Regions from separate parts of the Triticum aestivum genome. Here region 2 is linked to region 1. The links are chromatin contacts, called in public Hi-C maps. All regions are on one chromosome and are shown on one strand. Each heading gives the region's core, a stretch centred on a gene start, on an enhancer-like site or on the middle of the called end of the contact. The rest is flanking DNA. Distances are from core to core; before and after follow the strand shown.

Evidence for each region. Hi-C and Micro-C count contacts between places; a contact is called where the count stands out from the background.
Region 2: a contact with region 1 is called in a Hi-C map of leaf, with 5 times the contacts expected there. The contact joins the enhancer-like site here to the promoter of LOC123144670 in region 1. A contact is called at or near these places in 1 of 5 Hi-C or Micro-C datasets (leaf) and 1 of 1 datasets of contacts at active chromatin or transcription factors (leaf).

Annotation. Positions count from the first base shown.
Region 1 is chr6D:284,814,015-284,817,217 of IWGSC CS RefSeq v2.1, reverse strand. LOC123144670 (2-oxoglutarate-dependent dioxygenase DAO) reads left to right here and starts at 1,548. Exons shown (of 3, transcript XM_044563876.1): 1 at 1,548-2,164; 2 at 2,265-2,595. The coding sequence starts at 1,830. LOC123144669 (alkaline phosphatase D) reads left to right here. Exons shown (of 9, transcript XM_044563874.1): 7 at 1-90; 8 at 448-696; 9 at 807-1,158. The coding sequence ends at 889.
Region 2 is chr6D:285,030,511-285,033,713 of IWGSC CS RefSeq v2.1, reverse strand. It overlaps the pseudogene LOC123144671. Among protein-coding and RNA genes, the nearest start is that of LOC123144673, 210 kb to the left of the region's middle. Within about 2 kb of position 1,588, at least 8 of the 8 cell types and tissues checked have an H3K27ac peak or open chromatin away from gene starts, as enhancers often do. A contact at or near this core is called in leaf, where this site is marked.

The DNA.
Region 1 (3,203 bases), core at 299-2,798:
TCCAATCTGTTATGAGACTTCTGGCTTGGCTGACACCAACCCCCATGCGAGTCTTCAGCCCTAACTGCCGTCACAAATCATGCTCATATGGTAAGCTTTCATTTCATTAGAATGTCATGACAGCATATATCCCCCTAAGAAACAATTACCTTAGAACGTGTTTGAAGTTTTGGCTTACCGAATTGCCTTGCTTCTATCATATTACAATACGAAGGTTCTTTTCGGTTGCTGGTGTAGTTGTAATCTGTTCCTTTGTTTACCCCATCTGCATATTTAGTACTTGTAGCTTCACACGTTTTCTCTTCTAAAAGCTGCAGTTTAATGCTATTACCTTGAAACTGTGAATCACTACGAATTTTTAGCCCGTATTTAATTTATTTTCTGCTGTGGTTTGAGTTGTTCTTGTACTCGTTCATCAGTTGGTCCTTCTGTTGTTGTATGTATCAGGTCAGCCAAATTTTGGAGCCATCGAAATAGATTGGAATGCAGTACCTCCACGGGTTAAAATTGAACTAAGAGATTTACATGGCAATTCTGTTGATGGTGTGGAGTTCCCTATATCTGAGCTGAAGCCATCAAATGCACATGCAAACAAAAAAGAAGGGCATTCTTTTGAAGCACATTGTAGTCTCGAAACAGAGCTTCCATGGCTGGTACGGTACCGCCTTGCGCTGCTGTTCTTTGGCACCATTGCCGGTATGCTACTAATATCGATCTCAACATTTCAAACCATGATTTGTCTCTTTCCTCACATTGCAGCACTTATCTAGTTGTATGTCTTGATGGACTTCATATGCTACCTGCAGTTTTTGTCATTGCTGTGGCGCTTCTCGTAATCGCCTGCTGCTCAGCTACTAAACTGTTCACTAGGAAGTGCAAGATGGCATAGCCACACATGACAGAGGACAAGAGCAGAGACGTTTCGATCTGACTAGAGTTGGAAAAACTGAATTGGACACTGACCAGGTGAGCAGGGATGTTGATTGGACAAGGATCAACACGAACACTTGATTGTGAATATAGCACGCTGTGAGCACATACTGGACAAATGTAACGAAGCTGTGATGAGTCTCCGTATAGCATGGTGGAGAAATCATGTCATGGAAATCCCTTTGGTTGACAATGAACGGATATACGGGTTTATCTGTTTGTTTTCTATGCGTTTTTGTTAGGACCCTCTTAACCAGCGAACGGTCAGCTAGGAAGGATGACAACTACGAACGATTTGCATGGCAGTTTGTGTTGGCTGAGGATGACAAGTTTAGTTGGCAAGCATGACAAATCCACCCAAGTTCATTTTTTGTCAGGATTTACCGTGCTTACAAACTAAAATTGACATCCTGACGACAATATAAATTGTCATAAAAAACATATGATTTGTCATTCTCGAATGAACATCAGCCGAGTAGCATTACCGTCTTGTCATGGTTGATTCTGGTGACGATTTGATGGATAGGCTGCTGCCGTCTTCCCCGTTCCCATGGAAAGAAGTTGTGTGTCCCAAGCCTTTTTTGCCTGTGCAATGTATCTTGTGTTGGTCTGTTTGCAAGTTCCGTGGTGTCTCCGCTATGTTGTCAGTTGGTTTTTGTACGTTGCGAAGACAAAGAGACATTGCACATTCATGATATGATGTGATTCCTCTAGCTAGAGTCGTGGCGGTGAAGATTTCAGGTCATCTCGAAATTGCGTGTCCAAGTTCATCTCAGAGTTGCCCCCGACAAGTCCCAGCTGGAAGTCACTAGGCGGTCCCACTCCCCGCCATCCCGTACAAAAACAAATCTCGTGCATAAAACCACCACGACATCAGGCAGCACAGCAGCAAGGAGAGGATGGCGGGGATCCCGGTGATCGACCTGCAGCTCGCCGCCGCGGCGCCGGAGGAGGCCGCGCGGCTACGGGACGCGGCCCAGCGCCTGGGCTGCTTCCGGGTGGCAGGCCACGGCGTGCCGCGCGTGCTCCAGGACGACATGAAGGCCGCCGTGCGCGCCCTCTTCGACCTCCCCGACGACGCCAAGCGCCGCAACGCCGACGTCATCTCCGGCAGCGGCTACGTCGCGCCGAGCGCCACGAACCCGCTCTACGAGGCGTTCGGCCTCTACGACGCCGCGTCCCCCGCCGACGTCGACGCCTTCTGCGCCTCCCTCCACGCGCCACCGCACATCAGGTACGTCACGTACCTATTCAGGTGCCTTTCTTGCCGTTTCTTTCCTGTGCCGTCCGCCCCGAGCCCGAGGTGGTGACGCTCGGAGGTTCTTCTTGTGCAGGGAGACCATTAGAAGGTATGCGGAGAAGACGCACGGGCTAATCGTGGACGTGGCGGCGAAGCTGGCCGCGGGCCTCGGCCTGGAGGAGCCCGAGGCCGACCGCATGTTCCAGGACTGGCCGTGCCAGTTCCGCATCAACAGGTACAACTACACGCCGGACACCGTGGGGGAGACCGGCGTGCAGGTCCACACGGACTCCGGCTTCCTCACCGTTCTCCAGGAGGACGACCGCGTCGGCGGCCTCGAGGTGGCGGACCTGGACACCGGCGAGTTCGCGCCCGTGGACCCGGTCCCGGGCACCTTCCTCGTCAACCTCGGCGACGTCGCCACGGTACAGTACAGTAGGATGCCTCCATCTTCTGGCCTCCCTACGTCTCCCACGTTTGACTTCGACTCTCTGTATCTGTGTGCGCATCTAGTGTAGGCGTGGAGCAACGGGGCGCTGCACAACGTGAGGCACCGCGTGCAGTGCGTGGCGGCGGTGCCGCGCGTCTCCATCGCGCTCTTCTTGCTAGCGCCCAAGGACGACGTGGTCCGCGCGCCGGACGCCTTTGTCGGCGCCGGCAGCCACCGCCTCTTCAGAACTTTCGGCTACGACGACTACCGCCGGCTCCGGCAGTCCACCGGGGAGCATGCCGGCGAGGCCCTGGCGCGGTTGGCCGCGTGATACACCAGCTTGAGCCGAATATGGCTATGCCTAACCAGTTAGGCGCACAATTCTAATCTGCACCGCACATTGACCATACACATCACATCACTCAGTACATATGCTGTCAAATCTGCATGTCTACTCTCTTGCCCAAGACCCACGGTGAAGCGCCTTGGAAGGGGGTGTGGATCTCACCAAACCCTCACACGAAGCAGGAGCAACACGATGCACGGCGCCGAGGCGGGACACATGCCGCACATCAAGGCATGATAGTGAGCTCAGAGGACGCC
Region 2 (3,203 bases), core at 339-2,838, 220 kb before region 1:
GGTGGGCACGGCGCGCGGTCCAATCGTGTGCGCCGAGGCTGCAAGCCCCCCCTTCCTCTGGCTGATAGCGAGGCGCCCTGGCAGACGCAGACTGGGCGCCGGCCTGCGGCTCCGCGGATGCGTTCCCCGCCCAGGCCGGCGCGCCGCTCTCCTTCGGGCAGGTGGCCCAACATCCTGCCGTCGTCGCCATGTGCACCAACCTTCCGGTGTGTGTGCGCTGCGACGGGGAGGGCCACATCTCTCGGGACTGCACGCGCCCGCGCCCCCGCCCCCGTAGTTCGTAGCCGGTGGACCCTTCGCAGCTTCCGCCGGCCCGCCATGGCCGCGCGGCGCCGTCGTCGGGGGCCGCGGGCACCCTGTCCCCGCCGCTACCGCCTCCCCCTCCCGGGCGCCGCCGGCGGGCGCGGTGCGGGTCGGTGTTCCGTGGAGCCATGTGGTCAGCGCCGGGTCGGTGGGCAGCGTGGCGGTGGCCGGGCCTGGGTTCTCGGTCCCGTTCGAGCCGGTGGATTCGAGGGAGGTGGCGCCCCCCTTGGTGGCCGATCAGGTGGATGTGTGCTTCCTGGAGTCGGGCCCCGATCTTCGGGCGCTCGAAGATGAGCTCTCTCGGGCTGTGGTGGTGACCGTCGTTGGTGCTCGGGACGCGGCGGGCTTGGCCTCGGTGGCCGGAATCCTTGTGCGGGAGTTTGAGCTGGCCCTGCTGGACATGTCCATAAGAGGATATTTCCTTGTGCTTTGCCGTTCGTCGGAGATCAGGAGCAGGTTGCTCAGGCGCGGACGGGCCGACACGCACCAGTTTGATCTCATGCTCGCGCCTTGGTCTCGCCACTCGCACACCACGGCCATCACCATGCCGTTCCTGGTGCCGCTGGTGCTGCGTGGCATTCCAGCAAACGCGTGGACGCGGCGCACGGCGGAGGTTCTTCTGCATGGCCTGGGGATTGTGGTCAAGTTCGGTGCGTCTACCGCGGAGCGTAGCGACATGGCTGGGTTCTTGGTTTGGTTGCGCACGGACGACCCAACTTGCATCCCCTCTAGGCGGATCTTCACCGTGGAGGAGGCCGAACAGGAGAAGTCAAGATGCTGTGCAGGTGGATGGATGATCTGATGCCCTGTGGTACCCGATCGGCACTCGGCTGGCGGCTGCGCCGGTTCGCCTTGGGCGGCAGGCCGGGACGCCACAGCCACCACCCCTGCCCCCTTTCCTCGCCGTCTGGTGGACACGACTGCGGTGGCTCGCGCTCTGGAGGCTGGGGTGGGCCACCGCCGCCGCCGCCTTCGCCGCCTCGCCGGTTGGACTCCTCGTCGGCGTCGGCTCCATCGCCCGGCAGGAATCGGGCAGTTCAAACCCAGGTTGGTCAGCAGGCCGTTCAAACCCAGGCTGGTCAGCACGAGCTGGCTGATGATGTCACGCCGCTATCCGGACGCAGGAGTGACCCTGTTCCTTTTGGTGGCTGGGGTACGGAAAGTGTGGTGGGCCGGGGCACGGCGCAACGTGTCGTGGCCGTAGAAGCCAGCAGGGTTGTCTCCCCGTTGGAAAGCAGAGTGGGGGCACAGGAAGATCAGCCGGTGCAGAGGAGGGCCCCGCAGATCCGCATATCTGGATCGCCAAGATTGGCGAACCAATTGAGGGGTAGACCGAGGCCGGACCAGACAGATGATGGGACTGGCAGGGCCGAGTTGGTGGAACCTGCGATGGTGGGACCGGAGCCCGTGCACTCGGTCAGGATTGGTGGGTGGGACGTGCAAGTGGACCAGGGCGAATCACGCGACACCCATGGTTCCGGTTGGTGTGCGGATCACACCACGCCCGAGGTGGAGGAGACTGGGCTGGACAGTTGCATGTTGGGCAACCTGCGTGACGGACACCACCGGGTCCCACCCTGCATGCGGATGGGACGCACCCATGCACGTTGAATGGGGACTGGTTTTTGGTAAGTTTATCACAGGCAGATGAAGGAGCGGATTCAGGGCCACCACAAGCGCACTCCCAGGGGCAGTTGGGGACACCGCTACAGTAGGTGCATACGCAAGTGGCCTCTCCCCCAGGTCCATCACCGCAGGAGCAAGTGGTGCAGCTCTGCTCGGAGCTGCGTCGAGCGCTCTCACCTTTGCTGGCCCAGCCTACATCTAGGGACCTACCGAAGCAGCAGAGGAGGCCGCGGCAGAAGCGACCATTGGTGTCCTCTCCGCGCCGGAGTGTGAGGCTGGCAAAGGGCGGGAGGGGCTCTAAGGCCTCAAAGCAGCAGACGGTGCTGATCAGGAAGCTTTGCCTGGCCAATGAAGGGAACCAGATTGACGATGATGCGCTGCAAGCCTATGTCAAGTTGTCCGATAAGCCACTGCTCGACTGCCACGTGAGGGCGATTCTGGCATTATTTGGGTGGGATGCTTCGGTGCTACCCTTGCAGAGTGAGGAGGAAGGAAGGGTCGAGGGCCAGTAGTACTACCAGGTGTGGTACGTGGATTTGGTGGGCATTTCCATGACTTCCAACCCGCCCAAAATTTTGGTGTGGAACGTTTGAGGACTGAATTCACCGGCTAGGAGGAATGCTGTTTACCAAGTAGTTTTGGCTGCAAATGTGAGCATTGTATGCCTCCAGGAAACCAAAATGGAGTCGATCTCGATCGAAGTGGTTAGGCATTGCCTGGGTAATAAATTCGAACATTTCTACTATGTTCCTACGGTGGGCACACGCGGTGGTATTCTGATCGCTTGGGACAGCCTATTGGTCTCACTCGCGAACATGTACATAACGACGAACACTGATACGTCGCCATCGTATCTACTTTTCCAAACACTTTTGCCCTTGTTTTGGACTCTAACTTGCATGATTTGAATGGAACTAACCCGGACTGACGCTGTTTTCAGCAGAATTGCCATGGTGTTATTTTTGTGCAGAAATAAAAGTTCTCGGAATGACCTGAAACTTCATGGAGAATATTTTTGGAATTAATTAAAAATACTGGCGAAAGAATCAAGACCAGAGGGCCCACACCCTGTCCACGAGGGTGGGAGGCGCGCCTACCCCCTGGGCGCGCCCCCTGCCTCGTGGGCCCCCTGGAGCTCCACCGACCTCAACTCCAACTCTATATATTCATGTTCGGGGCGGAAAAAATCAGAGAGAAGGATTCATCGCGTTTTACGATACGGAGCCGCCGCCAAGCCCTAATCTCTCTCGGGAGGGCTGATCTAGAGTCCGTTC